Linked DNA regions of Mus musculus: region 2 is linked to region 1. The links are chromatin contacts, called in public HiChIP or PLAC-seq maps. All regions are on one chromosome and are shown on one strand. Each heading gives the region's core, a stretch centred on a gene start, on an enhancer-like site or on the middle of the called end of the contact. The rest is flanking DNA. Distances are from core to core; before and after follow the strand shown. Region 1 holds the start of Commd6 (COMM domain containing 6). Region 2 overlaps Uchl3 (ubiquitin carboxyl-terminal esterase L3 (ubiquitin thiolesterase)).

Evidence for each region. HiChIP or PLAC-seq counts read pairs in DNA pulled down with a chosen protein or histone mark.
Region 2: a contact with region 1 is called in an H3K4me3 HiChIP or PLAC-seq map of embryonic stem cells, with 30 read pairs. The contact joins the enhancer-like site here to the promoter of Commd6 in region 1. A contact is called at or near these places in 1 of 39 promoter capture datasets (pre-B cells), 4 of 115 datasets of contacts at active chromatin or transcription factors (the SCID.adh cell line and embryonic stem cells) and 1 of 9 other capture datasets (pancreatic islet).

The regions. Positions count from the first base shown.
Region 1 is chr14:101,636,091-101,643,080 of GRCm38.p6, reverse strand. It overlaps Commd6 (COMM domain containing 6), which reads left to right and starts at 2,610. Exons shown (of 4, transcript NM_001033132.3): 1 at 2,610-2,692; 2 at 2,782-2,793; 3 at 5,975-6,127. The coding sequence starts at 2,645.
Region 2 is chr14:101,680,275-101,687,264 of GRCm38.p6, reverse strand. The region is part of intron 6 of Uchl3 (ubiquitin carboxyl-terminal esterase L3 (ubiquitin thiolesterase)); the gene reads right to left. Among named protein-coding and RNA genes, the nearest start is that of Uchl3, 30 kb to the right of the region's middle. Within about 2 kb of position 3,989, at least 7 of the 459 cell types and tissues checked have an H3K27ac peak or open chromatin away from gene starts, as enhancers often do. A contact at or near this core is called in embryonic stem cells, where this site is marked.

The sequences.
Region 1 (6,990 bases), core at 1,361-3,860:
TCTGCCATGTGCCTCCAGGGATGGAGCTCCGTCTGTCCGTGTTTGTTTGTTTGTTTGTTTTTGTTTTTGTTTTTCCGAGACAGTGTTTCTCTGTATAGCCCTGGCTGTCCTGGAACTCACTCTGTAGACCAGGCTGGCCTCGAACTCAGAAATCCACCTGCCTCTGCCTCCCGAGTGCTGGGATTAAAGGCGTGCGCCACCACGCCCGGCTCATACAGGGATTCTTTTCTGCAAGTTATTTAGTACATTTAAGTAAGCCCGATAATACTGGCTAGAGATTGTTTTAGATTTTCAACTACAGCATGCATGGCATAGTTCTTGGTGTTTGCTGTATGTACTTTAACTAGTACAGTTCAGCAATCCGAAGTGAGCTATTTTGTGGTAAGTGGACCTCTAAAGATGTTCAGCCTATAAAGATAACATCTCTATTCAACAAAACTGTAATATAGGGATTATTCAGAATATGTAATTTCAGTTATATACTTTAATGCCTATGGAAATTATTCTAGATCATTTGAGTACGCATTACTTAACCATCTGAAGCCTTAAAAACAGAGAATGTAGGTAAAAGAAAGGAAAGGAGAAATTGTCTAGTTAGATTAGCAAACATGAGGGAGACGTGTTTTACTATTTGGCTTTGCAATGGCAGTGAAGACACAAAGACATGGGTATGAATCGTCTCTAAAACCCGAGAATCCTTGAAAACTAGCAAAATAAGAACCTGCATGAAATTAAGCCCTAACAACAACTTGAATGAATTGAAAAGCAGATTCTGTCCCAAGCCTTTGAGGAAGCACCAGCTATTTACATGCCTTACTTGGATTGATGTTGAGTTTCCAGACTTATGGTTAGAGTGTTCTTTTATATATATATATATACATATATTTTATTAGGTATTTTCCTCATTTACATTTCCAATGCTATCCCAAAAGTCCCCCATACCCTCCCCCCCACTCCCCCCCACTTTTTGGCCCTGGCATTCCCCTGTACTGAGGCATATAAAGTTTGCATGTCCAATGGGCCTCTCTTTCCAGTGATGGCCGACTAGGCCATCTTCTGATACATATGCGGCTAGAGACATGAGCTCCAGGGTACTGGTTAGTTCATATTGTTGTTAAACCTATAAAGTTGTAGACCCCTTTAGCTCCTTGGGTACTTTCTCTAGCTCCTCCATTGGGAACCCTGTGATCCCTCCAATAGCTGACTGTGAGCATCCACTTCTGTGTTTGCTAGGCCCCGGCATAGTCTCACAAGAGACAGCTATATCTGGGTCCTTTCAGCAAAATCTTGCTAGTGAATGCAATGATGTCAGCGTTTGGAGGCTGATTATGGGATGGATCCCTGGATATGGCAGTCTCTAGATGGTCCATCCTTTTGTCTCTGCTCCAAACTTTGTCTCTGTAACTCCTTCCATGGGTGTTTTGTTCCCATTTCTAAGAAGGGGCAAAGTGTCCACACTTTGGTCTTCTTTCTTCTTGAGTTTCATAAATTGTATCTTATATCTTGGGTATTCTAAGTTTCTGGGCTAATATCCACTTATCAGTGAGTACATATCATTTGAGTTCTTTTGTGATTGGGTTACCTCACTCAGGATGATGCCCTCCAGGTCCATCCATTTGCCTAGGAATTTCATAAATTCATTCTTTTTAATAGCTGAGTAGTACTCCATTGTGTAAATGTACCACATTTTCTGTATCCATTCCTCTGTTGAGGGGCATCTGGGTTCTTTCCAGCTTCTGGCTATTATAAATAAGGCTGCTATGAACATAGTGGAGCATGTGTCCTTCTTACCGGTTGGGACATCTTCTGGATATATGACCAGGAGAGGTATTGCGGGAACTTCCGGTAGTACTATGTCCAATTTTCTGAGGAACCGCCAGACTGATTTCCAGAGTGGTTGTACAAGCTTGCAATCCCACCAACAATGGAGGAGTGTTCCTCTTGGTTAGAGTGTTCTTAGGAGACAAGCGCTCATTTATTTAAGAAAAAATCGTTAAGCACATTTGTACAGTAAAGCTGTAACCGTTGGTAAATGTGGGTGGCATGTTATTATTTGCAACTTGTATGAAAATATTTTCAAGGTTTTTTTTTTTTCTCCTAAATAAAATATTGGCAGGAGAATAAAAATCAGTGTGGATATTCTCTGCAGAATGCATCTGGTGTCAACAGAAGAGAAGACAGGATGAGAAGTTGCTGCTGAAATTTGGAGTAATAGCAGAGATTTTAAAAAGGCTCCACCCTCCTTAAGTCAGGCTAAGCCGGTGAACTCGGTCCCAGGGAAGAGTTCTCGCTAGACAATTGTAGTTATAGTCACACCAGAGTCCACACTAGGGGTGTGGCCACAAGCCGATTGGTGTCACTGCAGGCACAGTGACTTTGCGCTTGCGCAGAGATGAGCCCACTTCTTGCCCTACGATGGGGGAGCCGACATCCTGGATGTCACGAGTCCTCCACCAGGTTTCCTGCACGTCTCTGGACCTTTCTCCCCCCCACAGAACTTTCCCTTTCCCAGTATCTCATAAAACTGATGTTTAACTGAGACAAAACTCGAATTACATAGAAATCTATTCTCCGCAACCTAGCGTGAGTGGGCGGGGCCTAGGTCCGGAAGCGGAAGTGCTGGCCGGTGGATCACACTGTGGTCATGGAGGAGTCTGGGTTCAGGGAGCCCGTGCTGGATGCCAAGTCGGAGGTGAGTACGGGCTGGAAGGAGAAGGGTCTGGGGCGGACGCTGGCGCCCGGACTGCGTTTCTCTAACTCGTGTCTCTGCTTCCGTTCCAGGTCACGGGCCAGGTGAGTGGCCGCCCCGCCGTCCCATCCCCTGCTCGCCGATCCTTCCCCGGGCTGCGCTTCCCTCTTGCACCCGAGGGGATGGCCGCTGTGGCTGTCACTTAAACTGCCCTGCCCCTAGAGTGCAGCCCGAGCGCTGGTCCACCTTTATTAGGCACCCTTTATTCCTTTACTCCAAGGCAGGAATACGATGTTTTCAAATGTGACGCTTACAAGAGACATTGCTAAGATTTGCAAAAATAGCGTCCTCCCTTTTTCTTTTAACGATAGCTTATTTTGAGGCGGGCTAGCCGGGGAACTTTGCTAGGAAAACCAGACTGGCTTGAGCTCTCTCAGATCCACTGGCCTCTGCCTCTGAGGCGCAGGGATCGAAGGTGTGCTCCGTCAAGCTCAGTCATTTCTTTAAAGACCTTACTCTGAAGAGGAACTCTAACTTGTCTAACCTCTCTTATGTTACATTAAGAATAAATAGGATTTTTGACTTCCTAAAGTTATACTAACACTTTTCCAAGACAGAACATTGGGAGTTTTAGTCAGGAGTTACCTATGTTCACCTAAATATAAGAAAAGTGCTGAAGTTAAAACATGGTAAGAATACAGAGGCTGAGAGAAGAGTGTACTGACTGCTCCTTGTCTCCAAATGATTTTTTTTTTTTTGGAAGCAGGCTCTCACTAAACTTCTGAGGTCGGCCTTAACTTGTAACCCACACTGGCCTCGAACTTGTGGTCATCTGGCCTCAGCATCTAACTGGCTGGATTTAGAGCTTAGAAGTCTCCAGCTTTTCTTGCTGTTGGTTTGGAAGAGTCCTGCAAGGGCACTCTGTGATACGGATAAACCTGCTCTATTTTGTGTAACCGTATATGAAGTTAGTGGCTTTTTGTTGCTTTGTTCTTGTTTTAAGATTTTATCTGTCTGTATAACACGTGGGTCCCTAGAGACCAGAAGGGGCCTCAGAGTCGCTGGAATTGCAGAAATAGATGGTTGTGAGCTGCCATGTAGGTGCTGGGAACTGAACCTGGGTCCCCTGGAAGAGCAGCAAGTGCTTTTAACCACTGAGCCATCTCTCCAGTCAGAGTTACCTGAGTTGGTTTATTATTACTATTCAACCCCACGTTATTTTGACCTCTCGTTTTGTATGTTCCATTAAAGATGCTTTGAAACTGACCTGTACTGGGCTGTACGTATCTATGTATGTACGTATGAAGTTTATATGTATGTATTTTAGGAAACTTTTCCACCCTAAAGCAATATGAATCCATCGGTCACAGTTCTGGGAGTCAGAGGTATAAAACCAGTTTTACAGGGCCAAGGTGGAGGAAGGTTGTGGTCTGGCTGCAGGGGAGGGTCTCTTGTTTGTCTCTTCCTGCTCTTAGAGCCCACCTCCTATCTTGTTTGTGGCCTCAGCTCAGTTCCAACCCCTGCCTCTCTTCTGACTCCAACCCTCTTTCCTTCCTTCTAGAAAAGCTGTTATTACATTGGGATCACACCCAGGAAAATGCAGCCCACGATCTTAATTCTGTTAAATCTTTAATGTCTGCTTTCTCACAAGGAGAAAGTCTCTGATTAGGACACAGATGTATCTGAGTGGCAAGGGTGCCATAATCCCCTCCATACAGTCATTCACCAGTGTCTGGTCATATGATTATATACACGAGAAAAACCACGATAATTTACAAGACTATCAGAATTAATAATGAATTTAAAAAAGATGATTCAGGTTTTTTTTTTTTTTGCATAGTTCACACACAAAGAGCTGAAAAATGCAATTTTAGACAAGTTTCACAACTTAACAAAAACAAACTGTACAGTATGTTGCAAATTAATCTACCAAGCTAGATATATGTGGCTGTAGTCCCAGCACCTGGGTGGCTGAAGCAGAAGTCACCACAGCTGTGATGCCAGTCTGGGCTTTATAGAAAAATCTTGTCTCCAAAACCAAGAAACAAACCACCATGCAATGAGCTGTTTCATAGGGTTATGGCTGTGTCACAGGGTTATGAGGGGCTGACTCACTGACTCACTGGGTGACAGTGCCTGCAGCCAAGCTGAATGACTTGAGTTTGATCCCTGGAACGCACGGTGAAGCAGAAAACAAACTTCCATGTGCCCAAGAAATCAGGAGTTTAAAAAAAATGTTTCTGATTATGAAAAGCAATGAACTTCTGATGTCTAGTTCAGTGTGTAGGGACCTTGGAAGTTATTACTTAGTCCTAATAATTAGGAACTGAAAAGTCAGCACTGCTTGTGTTTGTCCAAGGAGTGATGTCACAAGGCACACCGTAGTTTTATTGCAAAAGATAGAGTCAATCAGCAAGTGTAGTTTGAGTGCCAGGCGCCATCTCATCTTCAGAGTGAGGCAAAGTTTTCCACCCAGGTTTTAGTGTCAGTATCAAGAGCTCCGTGTATCCAGTTCTGTTTGATGTCGGGGTAACACAGAAGAATCTGCAACAGGAACTAGATTAAATTAGTAGTCCTTAAGCTTACAGTCTTCAGAGCCAAACAGACACGAGTCTCTGTTCTGATCCTGGAACGTGTGACCTTGAGCCCATCACCTAAGCTCTCTGAAACTGGGTTCTGTCATCTGCAAAATGGAAATAATACCCTATAATACTGAGATGGTTCAGTGAGGCACTGGACACGTACGTACACTGCATAGTGTGTCACCTGGCATGTGACTGTCATAGGGACTGATGAAATCTAAAGCCACATCATCACCACTCATACCACTCAATGTAATAGTAGGTTTTAGCTGGGTACTGTAGAGGCTGCAATGGTCCAGTTTCCACGTGTGCCGCAGGCAGCTGTGAGGACCATGTTTCTCAGCTTCTGTTTTAGGGCTTGAGTATGGGACAGAAGAAAGGTTAAAAGTACCACAGAGCCCTGAAGCAGAGCGGAAGTTAAGCCTGTTAGGAAAAGCTACTTTCTACGTCTTTTCCTTGTTATTCATCTGGTAGACACTTGGGTTTCTTTGTTTAACTCTCTGCTTTTCTTGACTTGTTTTCTGATTCTGCTCATGTCCCGTGTTTTCTTTCCCATTTGACCATTGCTTGCCAACATAAACGAAGGTATTTTCTTGTACTATGACCAGTATCGAAACGAATACAAGACTCAGTACAGAGAAACTTAAGTATTTGTTCAAGGCAGTGGTATTTCTCACATGATATTTGTACTGTTGTGTTAAAGCTTATAGATTTTCAGTGGAAACTGGGCATGGCTGTGAGCTCTGACAGCTGCAGATCTCTCAAGTATCCTTACGTGGCAGTGATGCTGAAGGTGGCAGATCACTCTGGCCAAGTAAGCAGCAAGTCCATCGAGATGACAATTCCACAATTTCAGGTTTGTCGTTCAACTCACTGAATTTAAGTGTTATTGCTGGTTCAAAGCTGTATACAGTCTCTCTTCTTAAGAGAACATTTATTTACTTGCAAGTTGATATATTTTACATGTAGTTATTGCTAAAGTTATTTTCTCTGGAAGCTTAAGTTTTTGTTTTTCAATAAGACATGCCAATTTGTGTATGGTACCATTTTAATTACTCTAACAGTTTTTGATGGTTATATTTAGGAATATTTCATCTTCTCTACAAGATATCTACTTTGTAATTAACTTTTTTTTTCTTTAGGCTTAATAATTTTAAGCAAAACTAATGTTTTCTTTGAATAACATTGACATTGAGGTTTAGACAAAACACAGTTCAGATCAAGAACTTATTGACCGGTCTTATTAGCCAGAGATTTAAGTAACTCAATAGCTTTTTTGTTTTGTTTTGTTTTTTTTGTTTTTGTTTTTTTTTGGTTTTTCGAGTCAGGGTTTCTCCGTGTAGATCTGGCTGTCCTGGAACTCACTCTGTAGACCAGGCTGGCCTTGAACTCAGAAATCCGTCTGCCTCTGCCTCCCAAGTGCTGGGATTAAAGGCGTACGCCACCACTGCCCAGCTCAATAGTTTATTCTTAAACTTAGACCATTCATGCTATTGTTTTCCTTACCTTTTTCCCCAGGTAGGAAATGGGACAGAACACTAAGTCTAATTTCCTCTTGGATGTATATGCTGAGAGATGTGCATTGTTAGCCAATTTAACTGGCATGTGCAATTTTGGTTTGGTTTGCTGTGAGCCGTTCAGTAGCTAAAACAGTTAGCTCTCAAAGGACAGTTTAACACTCTAAAAAAGCAACCATAGTAAATGAAATGGAAATTAAAA
Region 2 (6,990 bases), core at 2,740-5,239, 43 kb before region 1:
TAGAATTTGTAAATACAGAAAATTTCCATACATATAATTAAGTGAATTGTCCCCTGGTCAGAATGTACAAAATTAAATTGTACTTTGTTCTTCCAGTTCACTCTATCCTTCACTGGGCCAAACAGTATATAGCACAGCGTAAGTATCAAATGGATGGATGAATAAACGTGTCAAATCAATGATGTAATCTGGTGAGGAGAGAAGTGGGGTGGAAAGGAGGAGAGGGGGAAGGAGGAGGGAGGGGAAGGGAGGAGAGGGAGAGAAGGAGAGAGGGGAGGGGAGGTGGATGAAGAGAAGGAGAAGAGAGGAGGAGAGGAAGAGAAGGAGAGGGGGAGAGAGGCAGTCTGTTGATATTCAGTACAAATGGAAGGCATATAAGGACCATACTGATATTTGATGGAAGCAACTGCTCAAAGAAAACTGTTGACTTGATAGTTTGAAGGTAGCTTTAAAAGGTAAATGGGGGGGGGGGCATTTCACTGCTTTTAAATGTTAAAATGTATGCGTAATTAAACTTCCTCTTGCTTCAAATGCCATAATGATTTATAGAAATAACAAGTCTCTGTGGACGTACGGCACACACCAAAGCATTCAGGTACTGCATGTTTACACAGGTTCTATCAAAGCACAGCTTGTGCTTTCAGTAGCTTAAAACATCACAAAGATAAGGGCTTGGTCGCTTAATTCTGCAGTTTACTTTAATGCACGAGAACTGTTAGAATTCTATCAACTTTGATATTAACAGCTATACATATATATACACACACATATATATATATGTATATACACACACATACATATTATAATAGTTGACTGATAATTTTAGCTTACAAGAGAAATAATAAAATTTGCAGGACACCTATATCAGCACACAAGGAGCAAATTTCCACCTCCTGATTGGAAAGATTAGAAACTGAACTGGCAGGAAAGATTGGACCAAGATTAAGCCAAACACCTGAGCCACATCAAGGAATAAAGTAGCTTAGATGCAACACACTACACCATGAAGGGTTTAGACTGAGGACAGACTAAGTAAAGCAATCCAGAGGATGGCAAGAGAGTAGTCATGCTCAGAAATAGGAAAAAATAATAAAGGAATAGATGGCAAAGAACTCAGAGGTACATAGCATTTGTTGCCCTAAGTTATCTAAGTGAAATCGGAGCGTTGAAGGATAAAGAAACACACACACACTTTAACAGTTCACAGAAACTTAGTGTTATTACAAATGCCAGTCAGTACTCAGCAATAGGCAGGGACCCACAGATTCACAGACTATGGAGTGGAAAGCTGGATATTCACCAAGGCGCAAGCAAAAGTCAAGCCAGACTGCAGAGCATGGAGGTATGCTTGCAATTTTATTGGGGCAGAAAAAGCTAAATGGTTGAGTGAACCAAGAGAAAAGCACTTTAAAGACGGAAGACGTTTAAGAAAAAACAAACACACAAACAAAAGAGACTGCCCTTGTCACTGGGAGAAGAGATGGAAGATTGACTACACTTACAACAGAATGGAGACCCAAAGATGGCAGGCGTAAGAAGGGTCGCCAGCGACGAAGACGGAGAGATGGACTGGTAGCCTTTGCAGGGCCTACATGGTTACGTTTGCCCCAGGGCAGGGATGCATGGTGACACAATGATGAGGCCTTCGCTCTGCAGTGGCTAGAATGAGGCTGTGGTGAGGATGGCGAGGAGGACTACATAATTAAAAGAGAGAATATTTTACTTAGACCACGTTACTGGGAGATCGTGAATCTTTAAAAGCAACGTATGGTCATACTTGTATTCATATGGTCGAGTACCTTCAATAATTGTATTCTAGTCAAAGATCACATATGAATGTTGGGTAAAATGGGAATTTATAACAAAGCACAAGGTTATATTCTATAACTTTTTAAGTGCTCATCTGAAATTTTACATATCCTCGTTTTCATTGCACAGACTCATGAAACTAAAGATTTAAAAGCCACTAAAATAGTATCGTTATATATATCAGGTTTTAAAAATGTAACACAAAAATTATGCAACAGACAAGACACATTAAGAACAAAAGCAGAGAAAAACCGTATCATAATAGGCACTGGTAAAACCAATTATTTAGAGTATAAACTCTAATAAGAGAGAAGTAAGCCCTTCAAATTATAAACAGGAGTAAAGCTAACCCTTGGGGGTGAAGACCTGAGTCAGTTGTCCTTGTCATTAGCTGACAAGTTATAAGGAAGAAAGGCATCAGAGCCTACTGTCCATCTTTTGAGTAGATAGTAACTATATAAACTGCGTACCACTTATTCTATGCCGGGTACGCTTTGAGGTATTTCATATCTATCCGTTCATTTAATCTCCAGTAAGCTAGGGGATAACTCCAACTCCACCCAAAGCTTACACTCAGAGGAAGCAGAGCACCAATGGGCGATTGTCAGAACCAAGCTCATGCCACCAGCATGCTGGAGGACTGCAGCTACTTCAGATGAGACTCTAGAGCTCAACGGCCTTAGTCACCAGCACAGAGTCTATGTGGGGCCAAGAGAATGTTTGTGGTGCCAGTTTTTAATTATACTAAGTTATAGTGAACCCAGGTATAATTCTCTTAAGAATAGATACTGGAGGACAATTTTCCAAATGCTGTTGTTCCAGGTCATCTTATAACCATCACCTTCAACAGATAACATCTGCTGTATTGGAGATTTATTTCTAGCCTGACAAAGCCACCCTCTCTATAGGTACAATAAGAAGAAATGAAAATAAGGGTCGTCAGTTCTTTGGTGATAATACATTTCATCAGCCACGACATTAGCGAAGCGCCTTTAGCTTGAAATGATCTTCAAAACTCTTCTCATTCTTAAAAGCCTTTGTTCGCACTTTGTTGGCACTCTTAATATGAGTGTGTTATACACTAGCCAAAAATACAATTGGCATTTCCACCATGGGGGGTTAAGAAAAGTTCAGCATGTCAGCACTCACATTAACCATCCAGCAGAAATATACAAAGGGACCCTCAGCTTGAGTCCACGTGGGAATACAAGTGAGTACCACATAGTGTTTGCTCTCACAGATTGCTGCCATCAGTCTGCATTCCTTCAAACGAGGGCCAAAGCGAAGAGGAGAAAAGGCAAACCCATGAAGGGGGGAGAGCATCGGAGTAAAGAGTGACATGGAAGCCAGCCGGGACTGAAGAGCAGGGCAGACAAACTATCTTCTCAGAAGCTGGGAAGGACAGAGTGCCGTGACAGTTACTCACTGAGATGACGATGGCAGATTGGGAGATGAAATGCAAGGAGGTATTCTAGACCAAGAATCCAGGTAAGGAAAAAAAAAATCCATCACACACAAATAGTAACAGGTAGAACATGGTCAGAACTAGGTCTGGAATTTGATTTTTATCTTTCAATCTAATAAGTTAATTGTTATCATTCCATGGGTGCTGGCAAAAGACATGAGATTTCTGTTAGAAGCAACTTTACTATTCATAGCACAAGGAAGCCCGAAAGTTATGTGAAGTCACCCAGGATAATGCAGGTCCAGTGTTGTGGGTAGCCCTGGGGCTAATTATATTTGATGTTAATTCCATTCTCCTGTGAGTGGTTGTGAACAAGGAATGAGTCAGCACTCAGGTGATTTCCTATAAACCTGCTTCCCACCTTAATTTGTAAAATAAAGGAGAGCTGATGATTGGGCAGAAAAAAGGGAAGGTGGAGCAGAAGGTGATGGGGAGAGAAGAGAAAATTGGAAGAGGGAGAGGAGGAGGAAAAAGAAAAGCAGAGCAGAAGCACATGGCCTGAAGAAACCGTAAGTTCTAAGGGATCGCACAGATGTGGAAGATGGTAGTGGAGCGGTAGATCTGCCCAATCTAGGCGCACAGCATGTATTCATATTAACTGTGTTGTGTTTTCATTGCCGGGGCATATTTGGGTGGAGATTTACTGCCAACAGTCCAGAAGGATGCTGCATATGCACTGGGCTGCACGGCTGGAGAGGAATGTCAGGTTGGAGCAAGCATTTGTTTTACAGCAGACAGTAGGCAAACCAGCATTGCCCTGGTGGTAGACTCCCTCTCAGCCCTTTAAGTTGCTTACTACAAGCACACCTTTAGGTAATGATGGTCTCGTTCCTCTGTTTTATAAAACTTGTAATTTCAATTTTACAAAGTCACAAAAACACAATTAGAGGCAATATCCAGATATGTCTGTGATGCCCCATATGCTTTATCATTTGTACTTACACTGTCTCCCCTCATAACTTTTCTTCCTGAGGTAATACAACCCATTTATTGGTATCGTATCCAGTATTTTCACACATAAGCACAAATACCTCTTTATATCCATGAAGGACTGGCTCCAGAAATTCTGGTATAGAAAAATCTGTGGATATTCAAATCTCTTATATAAAATCTTATAATACTATTTCTGTGTAACTTGCATGCATCTTACTATACACTCAAAGTCACCTCAATTACTTATTATAACACCAAATACAATATCAACCCATGGAAAGTTATTATACTGAATCATTTAAGAGAATAATGACAAACTTATCTGTAGATGTTTAGTTCAGGCACACTTTAGCGCATATATATATATATATATATATATATATATAGTGTGTGTGTGTGTGTATGTGTATTCCTATTAATTATGTGAGTGTACATGCACATAAGTGACCTTTGCACATGACCTTTGGAGGCCAGATGAGAGCATCAGATTCTCTGGAACTGGAGTTAGCCTTGGTTTTGAGTTGCCTGAAGTGGGTTCTGGGAACCAAACTTGGGTACTCTGGAAGAGTAGTACAATTGTCTTAAACTTTGGCCATCTCTTCAGCCCTGCGACACATACTTCTACAGGAAATGTTTGACCTACGGTTGGCTGACTCTACAGCTGCAGGTATGATGAATACAGAAGGTCCACTAAGTATAGACGGAGGGAAAACCCTCATAGTTACAGCAGTGCACTTATCACCCAAGCTTTTACACTAGCAGAAAGCTTTCATCTACCTGCCACCCTACATGCTCATTTTGTTGGTTCTTCCAAGGTCTGTGGGAGGCTGGGCACAGTGGTGCACACCGTTAGTGCCATAAAGGAAGGTGACACAGGAGGATCACTTGGGTTCAGCAGTTCAGGGCTTTAGTGTACTATGCTGATAGGATGTCCACATTAAATTTGGCATCAATATGATGACTTCCTTTGAGTGAAGCACTACCAGCTTCTCTAAGGAGGGTCAGAAATGGAACAAGCTAGGCACTACTGTAGAATTCATAATTAATTTATCATGGTTCCAGCAGATTTTACCTCTATATTTTCTTAAAAAAATTTTTTTTAATTATTTTAAATTGTGTGTGTTTGGATACGTGCAAGTATGTGGAAGACTGAGGATAACCTTCACCTTGGTCCACGTTTCACCTCTTTTGCGGCAGTCTCTCTTGTGTTTTGATTCTTGTCCACATACCAGGCTAGCTGGTTCATGATCTTCTGGCTTCTCGGATGTCTGCCTCCCATCTCACCATACGAATAATGGGGTGACAGACACTCATACATGGCTGGCTTTTCTGTGGTGCTCACAAGTGGCTATACAAGCCATTGACCTATCTCCACATCCTAAATGTAATTTGTTTTCTCAGGGTTTTTTTTTTGTTTTGTTTTGTTTTGTTTTTGTTTTTCCCCCTAACAACTAGAGAATTGTTCCAGGCATTCTTCAGCCCTGGTCCTGCCTCTCAACATTAACATCTCCATTTAGTGTTTTCTTAGTTTTCAACTCGACTAACAATTTCCACGTGTTGATACATTTTGTCCATCATGTCTACTTCAACCTTTAATGCCATTATTACACATTCTCTGATAGTTTGAACTATTGCATATGGCTTAATTCTGTTGTCTCCTGACAGAATATTAATGTTTCCTTTTTCTTACTATTTTTGGTTAAAAGTCAGATATCTTGTATAGTATCATAGACACAAACAGTCCTGACATTTAGGCATGCCCCATCAAAACCTTAATGTAGAGCAGTGAGTCTAATCCATCCAGAGGTTGAGCTGTTCGGTTTTGTTTTCGGTACAGTTACCCTCAGTGTAAGAGTAGATTAAAGTCTAGCATTCTCACTAAGAGTGAGACCTGGGTTAATGGAATCCTTTTTCAGCTCTGTTGCATGAAACGTTCTAAGCTTTTGCCCAAAGCCTATGCCCAGAGGACTTTCTTCATGACTTCATTCATCTTCACACCAGTACTTATGGTTCTTCCTTAGCACAAAAAGCTTTCTTTGCTCTTATTCAACCAGCCAGAGCATAATTCCTTACTTCCTCTCTATCAAGCACAGGAGCTTCCCAAGGAGTCCACTCGTAGTTAAGGATCTCTCATAGAGAGACTGCAGAAGGGATTCGTTTGGGGTCTTTAAGCTTTGTTCTCCAGAAGAGAAGAGCCCAGGTGAGTGCCTTCCCACAGTGGTCGCTGTTTGCCTCCTCTATGCCTTCACCTGAAGATCTTTCCTGCCTTGTCTACCTGCAGTCAAACTCCTGAGTACCCAATGAGATCTGTGGAGAGGGGGTGTAACTCTTCTCTTTGGAGAATTCACAGAGACTGTATAGTCTCCTGACAGCCTATAGCAGTTTGCCTTTCATGATCTGCAAACGTTTATAGCTCTTTCTTCCTTTTTCATTTGTTTAATAACAGGTGGCTCTCTGTGTTTCCTTTCTCATCAGTCATATATTTGGGTGCCTATATACCTCAATAATTGCATCTCCACATTTCTCAGTGCAACACACTACTCTCTAAACAGAGATAGAAATGATGCACCAGGAAGACATCGTTGTGTTTTTATTGTTGTTAGCTTTCTATACCTGTAAGTGATGGTCTAACAAATATTTACAGAAATATCTCTATATACTGATCAAGCAACAATAACCACAGCTAACAATATTGTATACTAGATAGTCAAAGATACTAAGGCTATAGATTTCCACAACAATCCTATAAGATAGAAATTCTGATTATTTCTAAACACAAAAAT